Regions from separate parts of the Mus musculus genome. Here region 1 is linked to region 2. Evidence: chromatin contacts called from public HiChIP or PLAC-seq data. All regions are on one chromosome and are shown on one strand. The core of a region is the stretch at or near the end of the contact, and the rest is flanking DNA. Distances in the headings are between cores, read along the strand shown.

The links. HiChIP or PLAC-seq counts read pairs in DNA pulled down with a chosen protein or histone mark.
Region 1: a contact with region 2 is called in an H3K27ac HiChIP or PLAC-seq map of double positive thymocytes, with 3 times the contacts expected there. The contact joins the promoter of Rmnd5a here to the promoter of Cd8b1 in region 2. A contact is called at or near these places in 1 of 484 Hi-C or Micro-C datasets (CD8 T cells), 4 of 115 datasets of contacts at active chromatin or transcription factors (CD8 T cells, double positive thymocytes and embryonic stem cells) and 2 of 9 other capture datasets (adipose tissue and embryonic stem cells).

What each region holds. Positions count from the first base shown.
Region 1 is chr6:71,437,371-71,443,906 of GRCm38.p6, forward strand. Rmnd5a (required for meiotic nuclear division 5 homolog A) reads right to left here and starts at 3,267. Exons shown (of 9, transcript NM_024288.2): 1 at 2,628-3,267. The coding sequence starts at 2,769.
Region 2 is chr6:71,319,369-71,325,829 of GRCm38.p6, forward strand. It overlaps Cd8b1 (CD8 antigen, beta chain 1), which reads left to right and starts at 3,420. Exons shown (of 6, transcript NM_009858.3): 1 at 3,420-3,531. The coding sequence starts at 3,489. Gm38828 (a long non-coding RNA gene) reads right to left here and starts at 3,289. Exons shown (of 3, transcript XR_869170.3): 1 at 2,967-3,289; 2 at 2,547-2,639.

The sequences.
Region 1 (6,536 bases), core at 2,017-4,516, 120 kb after region 2:
TTAAAATTGGACTGATTTCCCAATTCTGGTAAAAAGATGCTTCTGCAAAAGGAAGTCACCTTCCAGTATGATACAGCGACTGCCCTCTATCCTATCTGGCAGGTGATGTTTACAGACCCCAAGGTTCTACTTTACTCATTCTCTTCTCCCAGGAATATTACCTACCACTCATAATAAGAGCCTAGATAGAAGCAGAATAGAGCCCCTCCCTCAGATCAGAGCAGCTACCAGATTACTTGCCCAGAAAGCACATTCCAAGCCTTAAAGTAGAGGGGTAAACTCTGCTTTCAGTAGGCACACCTTTGAAAGGAGCAGGTTTAAGATTAAATATAATATCCACTGCCCGTCACCTGCTTGAAACTCTAACTTAGAAATTAGTTGCTTCAAGAAACCCGCAATCATTTCTGAGTTCGAGGCCTGGTCTACAAAGTGAGTTCCAGGACAGCCAGGGCTATACAGAGAAACCCTGTCTCGAAAAACCAAAAAAAAAGAAGAAGAAGAAGAAGAAGAAGAAAAAGAAAAAAAGAAACCCGCAATCAAATACCAAAGCATGTTTATCTTTATCTTCACTCAAAAGAAACAAGACTGCCTTAAGAACCTGACCTAATATCCGTATGTATTTCTTTCGTGTTTAACTACTTTTCATTACTTAATTCTAGTCAACTGATTAAAGGAAAATAACAGATGCCACAGAGGCATTGTTACACAGAAATGTTTAAAAAAAAAAAAAGAGGCTGCCAATCAAGAACAAGCCCCACTACCTGTTATAACAGCATGGTATATACACTGTGCCTACTACCCCTCACACCACAGGCTTTGTGAAACATTCCCTTACTAGCAAAGAGGCCTAAAATCCCTGACCTGGCAATTTTTACAATCATTTTAACCATCTGGAACTGACTGCAACTTCCCTAAAACAAACCTCACCACCACTTCTCCTCTTCCATAATCACTCTTCTGGAAAGGACTCTGTTCTCTATCTTTTCTCTCTCAAGCAACCCCTCAATCTCTGACCTGGTCCCCCAAAAGGGAGTATTCCTTCTGCCTCTCCAGGTGTAGGCCCTATGTTCATTCTCGTCCCCTACTGGCTTTCTCCTTTTCGGTCAAAAGACAAAGATGTCCTCTGGGAAAGGGGGGTGTTCGGTGTCTTTAAGCCCTGAGCTAGGACCACCTTGGATTGACTGCCTTCTACTTCGGTATGCACTATTTTTTTCTTAGCCTGAAATAATCTGGTTTGTCCACAAAATGTCAAGTACCAGCTAAGCAGCTCTCTTTTTATCCTTTTCTGCCCTTTTCATTTCTGCTCTACTTTGGTTGTGTTTAGAGCCTAAGATCTTTCATCTCACATCCTATGATCTCCACTGTCCTTCTAGAAATATCTGAAAACACAGAGGGGCACACTGGGAATCCCAACACTAGAAAGATGAAGACAAGATTATAAATTCAAAGCTGGCTTGGGCCACACAGAGAGATTTTACCTCAAAACACCACAAGCAAAAGAAAACAACCAATTTTAGCTCACATATATTCCAAGAATATCTATATCTATCCATATATGTGTGTATGTATATATGTAATATATATATATATATATTATATATACACCTCACATATATTCAAACCCTTTAATCTCATGAGTCAAAATTCAACAGATTTTCTCACACCCCACCTTATTCTGTTAGCATCAAGTATACCATCACCATCAATTCAGTCAAATAATCTTTTCGCATGAAGCCATCAACATGTTTTGCATATATTTATACAGCGTTCCAAAGTGACAGCTGTGTCAGAAGTTGTCAGACTCCTTTACCAGGGAGGAGCAGTCACCCACAACTGAAGTGTTTGGGAAATAAAGGTGTAGAGGAAAGGAGAGGAGAGGCAGGGCTAACACTGCCTTAATCTCACCTGCTACATCCTCATTTCTCCCTGACTAATAAATATCCCTTTAATTTCTGTTCAGCCCACAAAACTGACAAGGGCCCGGACTCTTGAGTAAATCCATAATATTACAAGTCCTTTATCTCTCATTCAGAAAGAGTCAGCATTGTGGCTCCAAGGTACCAGACCTTTAGTGTTATTTTTAAAACACAAAACTCTTTCTCAGAGTTAGCCTTGGCATCTGTGGTACAAGACGTAGGGCCACTGATGAAATAACGTAGGCAAAACACCTTCTACGGAAAAGCTGTTTTCTGAAAGGATTATTAACAAGTACAAACTGGACTAGGTAAGTAACTAGCAACTCGACATCTGCCCGGTCGGACTGTACAGAGGCTACAGCAGGGACGCTGAATGGTTTAAATCGGCCGGCTTCCTAGGAAGAGTTTAGAAGAACTGCCTGCCCACATCAGTCCAACTCTGAAGTTGCAGCAGCCGATGATGTAGAAACCAACCCACAGCTAAGAACGTTAAACTAAGAACCATCAGGGAGAAAAGTCTGCGAGGCCGAAAACTAGACAAAGTCCTGCGCAGACCCTCGTTATCACTCGCACACCTGCGGCCCGCAGGACCCCGCAAGACCCCCAGCCCCGCCCCAGGCCACCGCGTTTCCGGGCGGGTCGCCGCGGCCTGGGGACCAGCAGACGCAGCGCAGGGCCCCGACCCCCGCGCGCCCACGCGCCCGCCCTCACCGTGGCTCTGCAGGATCTCGTGCTTGAGGCCGCCGGTGTAGTCGATGAGCTCCTCCAGGCCCCGCTCGCACAGCTGCCCGTAGCCCGAGAACTTGTGCAGCACCTTCTCCAGCTCGCGCTCCACCGTCACGCACTGATCCATGCCGGAGACCGCGGCGCTCGGCTCCCCGGCGCCCGGGGGTCCGCAGTGGTTCGGCCCGGGCCCCACCGAGGCCGCGTCCTGCTCCTCCTCCCCCAAGGCGGCGAGCGGGCGGCGCGGGAGGCGAAGGCAAGACGGGCGCGCTAGCCGCGGCGCCGGGGGAGCCCCGCGCAGCCTGTGCCCTCCCGCCCCATGGCGCCCCGGCCCCGCCGCTCGCGCTCGCTCGCCCGCCCTACCCGGCGCCGCGTCTCGCCCCGGGCCCCCCTGGCTCGCCGCGTTCGGCCGCCCCTCGGCGGCGCCGCCGATTGTTTTTGTTTTCACGGGAACCGGCCGATGACCTGGTTCTCCCGGGCGGCACCAATAGCCGCGGCCCGGGAGGGGGTCGAGCCTCCCTCACGAGCGGAGGAGGCGGCGCGGGCCGTACCAATCGCGGACTCGGCGAGGGGTCAGGGGGAAGCAGCGGGCGAGCACGGGCGGAGGGCGCGCGGGCGTTCTGAAGGTGTGGGCCGTACCACGCGGGAGGCCGTGAGGGAGCGCGGCGAGGGCGGGGCGAGGGCGGGGCGAGCGACGCAATTGGCCCGCGCAGCTGAACAGGGAACTTTAGCGATAGCGTCAACTACGCGGCCGGTAAACAAGAGGGTGGAAACCGTCCCCGGATGCTCCGCCCAGAAGCAGAAGAGTGACCAATCGACGCGGGGGTTAGGAGCGAGACAAACATCCTCCAATCCTGGGCCGAGGCGTAAAACTTCAGCCAATCCAGACTGAGGAGCCAAACCAATGCGCTCGCTGTTGGAGGGGGGTTGGCTTGAAGAGCGGAGCTTGGCGCTTCTACTGGGAAGCCGCGAGGGGAAACATGACAGCAATTAACGGGGCTGTTTTCTCCAGGATTTCGCCCTGATTGCAATTTGTGTTTTCTCCGCATGGAATTTTGGCCGGAGTTTCGACTGAGAGGCCCACCTCCGGGGCCAAAGGATGTCTGTCTGGCCGCCTAGTGGCGGAGGGCCCGGGCGGGGTCACTAACCCGATGGAAGGTGGTAGCTCTTAGAGGGATGGCCCGCGCCCAGCGTTGGCTCGTTCTTGACGCCCCTCGGCCTGCAAGTGGCCTTCCCTGTCGCCTTGTCCACGTGCTGGGCATCTTGGCGGCGGTCACGAACACGCGTGGGCGAGCTGAGCAACCTGGCCCTTGCTCCTTGCCCTTACCTTGGCGTAGGGCTTTTGCCCTGGTTTACCACGGGGTTCTGGCCTTGGCCTGTGCCCTCTTGCTCACCAGGCTTCTACCCTACTAGCTTTTCGTCAAGTCCCTGCCTCACAGCCTGGGCCTGGGAGAGTCCGCCTTCCTGGGCCTGCAGTTGCCAGCTTGCTTGCCTGCTCATAGCATTCCTACTTCCACCATGGTTGTATCACCTCTGCCTCCCCGAATTTTCTCCATCAATTCATTGTATCTCTTACAGCACAATTTTTTTTTTCTCTCACACATCACTTGTCAAAGTCTAAAATAATAATTGTTTGGAGTTTTGCTTGTTTTGGTTGCACCACTTAAGTAATACTATGAAGGGTAACCCCTTTTGTTGTGGCCTGTTTGTTTCTAGAACACAGCCAGCACCCTGGTGGACAGTCTTTCTTTTCCTTTAATTCAGGTGGTAACCTTTTTAAAGTTCAATTTCCGTTTTTATAATGTGGCAGCTAGTGGGCGGGTGGTTATATATGATGGCCTTTAGTGGTCCTGGATATTTGGAAGTTCAGCTGATGGTATTTCAGGGCTCCTTTCTGTCCCTCATCACGCCATTTGCTTTTAGTCCTCTTTCTTGGCAGATGGCCCTGATTCCTACTTCTCGAAAATAAAAAACCTTTTAGCTCCATCAATCTTGCCATTCTCCTCAAAAGGTTTTCTAGCTACCATCCATTTTGTGAAAATACTCAGGCATCCAAAAGAAGAAAGGGCCCTCTTCCTTTGTAAAACAAGCCCGAGGGTGCCTGGCATCATCTTACTGCTGTCTAGAGCGTCCTTGCCTGGCTGTACTTTAGTTCTTCCTGCTTGGGGATGGAGTGGACCTGACTTAGCAACCTTCACTTGACCCCTCTGAAGCTGTTTCCTTCTTTAGCTGCCACACTGCACAGACAAACCTTGTTCTTCCCCTTGAACCAAGGATCTCCTTGATAGTTTCAGTCACACCCACACTCTCTCTCTCTCTCTCTCTCTCTCTCTCTCTCTCTCTCTCTCTCTCTCTCTTCTTCCCCTTTTTTTTCCTAGAAGTTGTTTGAATAACTAAATAAATGAGATAATCCATGTAAGACCTTCAACATAATGCCTGGCGCATGTAAGAGCTATTCTTTTTCTTTTTCTTTCTTTTTTTTTTTTTTTTTTTTTCGAGACAGGGTTTCTCTGTGTAGCCCTGGCTGTCCTGGAACTCACTCTGTAGACCAGGCTGGCCTCGAACTCAGAAATCCGACTGCCTCTGCCTCCCAAGTGCTGGGATTAAAGGTGTGCGCCACCACGCCCGGCTGTAAGAGCTATTCTTAGCTACCAATCAGAAGTAATGACTCTTCACTAACTGCAGTTTCAAATCCAGTGAGCTGCATGATGCCCAGTGTGACCTGTCACAGCCCCATCCTACTACCCAGCACTGTTACTCTCAGTGTGAGCCGAGCACGGCTCATTCATGCCAAGCCCCATGCTGATTACTTATCATAAGCTTTCAGATTTTTCTCTTCCAGCAACAGGACAAATTCTATCTATTGATAACACCTGAGTCTGCACAGATACACAAAGTACCAATCCCAGGTAGCTACTTAAAATTCATGTGAAATCAAAAATTCAGTTCCTTAAGTGTACTAACCACATTTCAGATTCTCAGTAAGCTACGGTGACTAATCAGGATATCTCCCTCCATGGTGAGAGGTCTAATAGTGCTGATTGAGACCATGACCACAGTAAAATTACTAGGACTTCATGCAACATGGACATGCCCCATAGTTTAGTATCTAGTTGACTACACCTTGTGTGTTGGCCTGGCTAATCTATTGTCAACTTGGCAATATTAGTTATTTACAAAAAGGAACCTCAACTGAGAAAAACTCTGTCTGTCAGGCCACCTGTAAGCAAGGCTAATAACTATTCTCTGGAAAGACCAGCTCACAGAGAGTGTGTGTCACCTCTAGACAGGTGATTCTAGGTTGTCTAAGAAAGTAAGCTGAGCAAGTCAATAAGCAACACTCCTCAATGGCCTCTGCTTCAGATCCTGCCTCACGTTCCTGTCTTGATTCCTGTCCTGACTTCCCGATGGAGTGTTATAATCAGAAATAAACCCTTTTCTCTCACGTTGCTTTTGTTTGTGGTGCTTTATCACAGCAATGAAAACCCTCACTGAGACATTCACTTAACTACATTGGTAGTTCCTAGATCAGAGCTGACTTCTTTTCCTTCTCTTTGACTTAAACAGAAAAGGTGCTCTCAAGTGTACGTTGAAGGAAAGCAGGAAGTTAGGTGAGAAGCTTCAGAGATACACTAGTGCTTGGAAAATCAGAGACTTTTCTGTCCCCTTTTGGGATGGGTCTTCTCACACAGTCCATAACTGTGTTAATCCCAAATGCTGGGTTCTCAAAGAAGGATCGTTAGAAGCAAGAAGTATTGGAGGGACTGGAGAGATGGTCTGGGGGGTAAAAATCCTTGCTACTCCTCAGGAGGACTTGGTTTTAGTTCAAAGCCAGCAATCTGTAACTTCAGTTCCAGGGGATCTGATCCCCTCTCAAGGCACTGAACTTAGATGGCT
Region 2 (6,461 bases), core at 2,170-4,669:
GCAGAATCAAATATTCAGGCCAGATTTAATTCTTCATGTAAAATAAACAAGCACCCCCATTCCTTCAATATGGACTTTCACTTTCCTCATTAATAGATACATATAATAACATTATATGTATAGCAATAAATTTCTTTAAAATAATTTTATTGGGACCTGGAGAGAGTTCAGAGGTTAAGAGTGCTCGGGGCTCTTCCAAAGGACCCGAGTTAGGCTCCCAACTCCTGCATCAGGTGGCTCATGACGTTCCCTAACTCCAGCATATTTGATGCACTCTTCTGGTCCACAAACACACAAAATATAGTCTTTATAAAAAGTAGAATAGGAGCTGAAGGGATCTGCAATCTTATAGGTGGAACAACAGTATGAACTAACCAGTACCCCCCTGGAGCTCTTGTCTCTAGCTGCATATGAATCAGAAGATGGCCTAGTCGGCCATCAGTGGAAAGAGAGGCCCATTGGTCGTGCAAACTTTATATGCCTCAGTACAGGGGAACGCCAAGGCCAAGAAGTGGAAGTGAGTGGGGGAGTGTGTGTGGGACTTTTGGGATAGCATTGAAAATGTAAATGAAATAAAAAAAAAGAAGATGAAATAAATGAATAATAAATAAATGAAATAAAAAAAAAGAAGAAGAAGACAGATCAGGCTACATAAAACCCTGTCTCAAAAAAAAAAAAAAGGAAACAAAAAGAGAGAACAGAAAAGGAGCCATTGACTATTTCTGGCCTGGCTGATTGGAGACGATTAAATGAAGGCAGGAACATTACAAAGTAATAACAAAGCATGGGACTGATGCAATAGTTTTCTTTTAGTGTTTTCCTGTCTACCCTAGCAAGAGGAGTATGTTACAAAATCATGGCAGAAGTAGATTGATCAGCATAAGCCTGAAGTCCTGAGTGCCATCTCCCTAACCCACTAAAGGTGCAGGCTAGAACTGATCCACACTCCTGTCTTCTGACCTACACATGAGAATCACAACATGTGCACGCGCGTGTGCGTGTGCGTGTGCGTGTGTGTGTGTGTGTGTGTGCTTGCAGCCAACCATTGGACTGAGCAAGGGGACCCCAATGGAGGAGTTAGGAGAAGGACTGAAGGAGCTGAAGGGGTTTGCAACCTCATAGGAAGAACAATATCAACCAACCAGAACCTCCTCCAGAGCTCCCAGGGACGAAACCATCAACCAAAGAGTACACACAGAGCAACCCAAGGCTAAATAAATAAATAAATAAATAAATAATTAAAAAAAAAGTAGAATAAGTCTTTAAGCTTTCATCTTTCTTACTCTCCTCTCTAGCCCTCCTTCTCTCTCTTTCTTCCCCCCTCTCTCTACGTGGCCACGGCCGGCTTCTCTCCCTCTTTCTACCTTCTCTCTTTCTCCCTGCCTTTCTACAATAAAGCTCTAAAAGCATTAAAAAAAAGTAGAATAAAACAGATTTGTTTACGATTAGTTATCAGTAAACGATTGCTTTGTACAAGTGTTCCATAGGCCTATACCTGGGGATGTGGGAAAGTTTGAGGGGTAGGAAGGGATCACAAGCAGGAAAGGGTTAAGAAGTCCTGGAGGGGTAGCGGCAGGGGGATCAAGAGTTGAGAGTCATCCTGGGCCTAAAACCCCTGCTCCAAAACCCACAGAGGCTATTTACTAAGGACATATGTTGAACAGTTCCATCTCTGAGGAATAACTACATTCAACAAAAAGAGCAGTTACCAGGTTTTGGCACACGCGGAAGATGGGGAGCGATCATACCATCCATTCCTCGGCAGACATACTGTGACCTCTCTTGGACCACTTTGTGATCTGTGCGTTTTACGTTGATTTTGAGAGCTACTACTGTGTGGTTTTCCTAGGACTACCTATGCTGTGTACATCTGGCCCTTAGCAGATTCTCCTGGGAACAGATAAGAGGTATGGTGGAGACCAGCCGGACTACAAGGGCAGCGCTTAGGACATGACCGTTTCCTTCTTTGTCTCCAGAATCTCTGGACTCAAAAGCCTCAGCTTTTGCCCCTGTCACCAGGAACTGGAGGGAGTCGGATGGAAAGAATAAGGATTTGGACACTGAGGGGCCTGTGTCTCGACCCCACTGCCAGCTTTAGCCACCACTGGTTACCCCATTCACTCTTCTGAAACTCAAGCGCACAATGTGCTTGGCTGCAGGGCCGGCCTAGATGACACTCCGGCCTAGATGACACTCGCAATCTTTTTTTTTTTTTCTTTTTGAGGCAGGGCTTCTCTGTGTAGCCCTGGCTGTCCTGGAACTCACTCTGTAGATCAAGCTGGCCTCGAACTCAGAAATCCACTGGGATGGATTTTTGATAGGATCTCTCTATGAAGCCCTGTTGCCTTGAACTCACTGTGTATACCAGGCTGGCCCCAAACTTGTTTTAGCCCACTTGTCTCCCTTCCAAGTCCTGCGGTTACCTGATGCACGCTTAGCTCTTCTTCTGTGGTGGATGTCCCCCACAGCCCTTCCCAGCCTCCCTCTCGCCAGCAGACAGATCACCAAGGATCCAGTTTCCCTGGACAGCAGCTCTCTCAACTCACCTCTGCCAGCCTCCACAGGCCTCCCCGTTCTTCATGGGTTCTTGATGGGGCTTTGATCTCAAAACTGATGAAGAAGCCTCAGGGCATACAGCACTGTAAGGCAGGGCAGGGGAGGGGAGACATACAGACACCCCAGTCCGTAGGGCTCTAGGTCCAGGTTTGGCTTTGCCTCACTTTCAGGCAAGGTCTGAGCCCCTCTGTGGCACCCCAGCTTGCCTCTCTCCCTCCTTTCTCTCTGTGTTGGCTAACTTCCCTTCCTCCCTTACAAGGGATCTCCATCACTCCAGGGCCAGCTGGACTCTGAACTGGGAGGTCTTCATAACTGTTTTCCTTGCTGAGACACACACACACACACACACACACACACACACACACACACACACGTAAAGCCTCTGTCTCCTGCCACCACGTGTTCCCTACCACAATGGACTGTGTCCTCAAACCAAGATGAACCCCTCCTCCAGCTGCTCAGAAAGAACGAATGTAAAGACGTGTCTGAATTAGGGCCAAGCTTCACAAAACCATGAGGCCTGGCGCATGCTGGCCTCTGTGACTCAGTTGTCCCAAGGTATCAGGGTTCTGTCCCGAGCTCCCCCCTGGGGCAAGAGGCATCACACAGGTGCAACCCCTTGGCATGACTGAGTCTGAGATCTATCACTTCCTCTCACCAGAAAACAAGAGTCCTGGTGGGCTCTTTGAAAAGTCAAGGCTTTGATGCTGTATAGGATGAAGATGAAGGCACTCCATACACACACACACACACACACACACACACACACACACACACACACACACACACACATCACGATTCCGCCCCTGCCCTGGTGGCCCCGCCCTCTTAGCTCACTTACGTTCCTGGTGCCCCACCCGCCCAAGCTGGCTCCTAACCTACCTTTCAGTTGACAGAGCACTGAGGGGAACAGTGTCCCCAAAAGCGCCAAGATGCAGCCATGGCTCTGGCTGGTCTTCAGTATGAAGCTGGCAGGTAAGACCCAGAGTGGGGCTACCCCCAATCTGCACTAGAGCAGGGAACTTAGGCCTGGTATCTCAGCAACAGGAGGAATAGACAGGCGCTGGGCTGTGAGAACAGGGGAGGCCGGTAGGCAGAGACCCTGAACCCGGAATGGAGATTCCTTCTCACTACCCAGAGAGGTCTGAGACGCCCAGGGCAGAAGTCACCTCTGTCCTACAGCCTGAACTAAAAGGGAAGGAAGGAAAAATGGAAGAAAGAAAAGGAAAGAGAGAGATCTAAAACCGAAGGGGAAATGTTCAGGGTGCCTACCGGGATGTGCCCCGTGAAGTCCCCAGAGGCCCTACAGACGTACTCTTATTACTTCCGGGAAAGTGCTTCTAGAAAATTGGACAACTATGGCAGGATACTCATTATGACCCCCTGGCTCTCCAGTGTGCTCTGCAGCATTCCCCCCCGCCCCCGCCCCCAAGTAGCGGCACTGCAGTTGGGATGTTGGAGCTGGCACAGAGATGTGGCCTAAAGGTTGTCATTGTGGTCAACCCAGAGACTTTGCTTTTTAGAAGAAGACTTCCAATATCCACGGGTCTGGTACCTCCTAGAGCCCCCAACTACTGAGGGAAACAAGGGAGGCCAGTCCCTGCCTCTGAACAGGTTAGCTAAACTGGTCAAAATAAGAAATGAAACAAGATTCTTTCAGGCCACTAAAGCTACCTCTGATCGTTCTAGAAATACCAGGTTCCTCTGAAAATGGAGTCCTAGGCTACCAAGCAGATTAAATGAGACTGTATGTGACCTAAAGCCTGGCTGTGTGTGTCCTCTGGGCTCTTTGGAAAGGCCCCTACCATCTGGGTATTTGTGGCCCCACTTTGAGTATAGGTCTCCTCGATTGGGAGGCTCGGAGTTCATTCACCCCAGTCTAGGACCCCGGTTTGAGTGCCAGTCCACTTCACAGACTGTGGGACCTTGAGTTCAGCTTTCCCTCAAGCTCTGTTTGCTCCCGTGTAAAATGAGTCTCTCGGCATAGGATTTGGTGAGGATTAAATCAGACAACGCATGCACTGTGCCTGACACACTGTGATGATCTATATGGACATCATCACTTCATATTGACTTCTCCAAAGAGGCCAGTAACCCAAAGCAATAAAAATGGCTGCGATGGGACAGAAATGGTAGCCTGAAACTCGGGGAAGGGAGATGGAGCAGCACCTCAGCCACAGGGGAGTAGTCACTCTTTCCATGCGATCAGAGGCTCCGAGTGGTCTGAGGGTGGAATCGGGATTCGTTCATCACATCAGTTCCAGGGAAGGCCCGAGCCACAATTATAGGCAGGGATTAATGCCAAGCAGCTGCTTCTTCTGGGCTCACACCTCCTCTGGCCTCTGTTTAACCATGCCTGTCCTTGGCATTATATCTTGGCCATGATCTTCAGGGTGGCCCTCTGTTGCAAGCCAAAGAAAAAGGGCTTTCTAGATCAAATGGGTTTGTTGACACTCTCCTGGTCTTAGATGCGAAAGAAACTTGGTCTGATCCTCCTTGAGACTTCTCTTGGTGCCTAGAACATCTATCTCCTGAGACCTTTCGACTTGCCGGCAGAATTGACCTGTGTGAGTGCTCACACGGGGACCTCCAGTGTCTGCATATGATTACGATTACCTGTGTGAGCTCTTCACTGTTTACATATGATTTCACGTCTCTTTTTCTCCCCTGAAATTCACTATGTAGCCCAGGCTGGCCCCAAACTCAAAGAAATCCTCCTGACTCAGCTTCTCAAGTGTTAGGATACTAAGTGTGCACCTCCATGTCTGTCTTCCTTTCTTTCCTTTCCAAATGTCAACAGCAAGGAGGACAGTAGTGGCAAGCCAAGCTGCCCTTCTTTCACAGGCCACCAAGAACTTGGTGACTTCTGAGGTCCCACAGCTTCTACAGGGCAAAGGCTATGTTCATGGCCATGTCTGCAACTCCTTCTGCCTGCCCAGTCTTCCCATCTAAGACAAAATGAACTTCTAAGCTTGCATCTGTAATAACCGCCCTGCCCGGAGGCGGGAGAAGTCAGTGATAGACCCATTGCAGGACTGGGGGGTAACGATCTCCCAGGGTCAGTTCCTTTCCCTTGGTCCAGACATCTCAGACTGTCTAAACCACGCTGTGCTTGTGACTCCAAATTCCTCTCGCAGCTTGCCCTAGGACTTTTCCAGCTGCTTAGAGCCCCTGAAGGGCTACCTACACAGGCGAGGTGGGCAACTAGCTTTGGCTTTCGACTTTGGCTCTTTGGATTGAATCCAGTGAGATTCCAAACGAGGTAGCTTCATGCCAGTGTTTTCTCATCAGGGTAAGGGGGGGGCGGGTGTTAAAAATCCTGGAACCAGTGTGAGACTCCGCCAAGATAGCTTATACCAAGGGCCACACATAGAGGTGTGTTGTTAACCAAAAGCCACAGTCAAGGCACACTCAGAGAACTGCGTGCCTTGCAGTCAATGTTTGTGAGTTCTGAGTTCAAAAGACACCAAGTGCTGTTAATACCCTGACTCTTTCACCAGGCAGATTACTCCTGTTTGCCTGTGACATGAACTCATTGTGACACAAACCACTGTGCTAGGGGGTTGAACTCAGGGGTCAGGCTTGGTACTAACACCTTTACCTGCTGAGCCACCTCACAAGCCCTCCTCTCTCTACCCTCCCTCCTTCCTTCCCTCCCTCCTTCCCCTCCTCCCGCCTGCCTTCTTTCCTTTCTTAAAAATTATTTTTTTAAACCTTTGAAAGATTTATTTATTTTGTGTGTTCTGTCTGCTTGTATACCCACATGCCAGAAGAGGGCATGTGATCATATCATAGATGGGTGTGAGTCACCAAGTGGTTGCTGGGAATTGGACTCAGGACCTCTGGAAGAGCAGCCAATGCTCTTAACCACTGAGCCATCTCTCCAATCCCACCTCTTTTTTTTT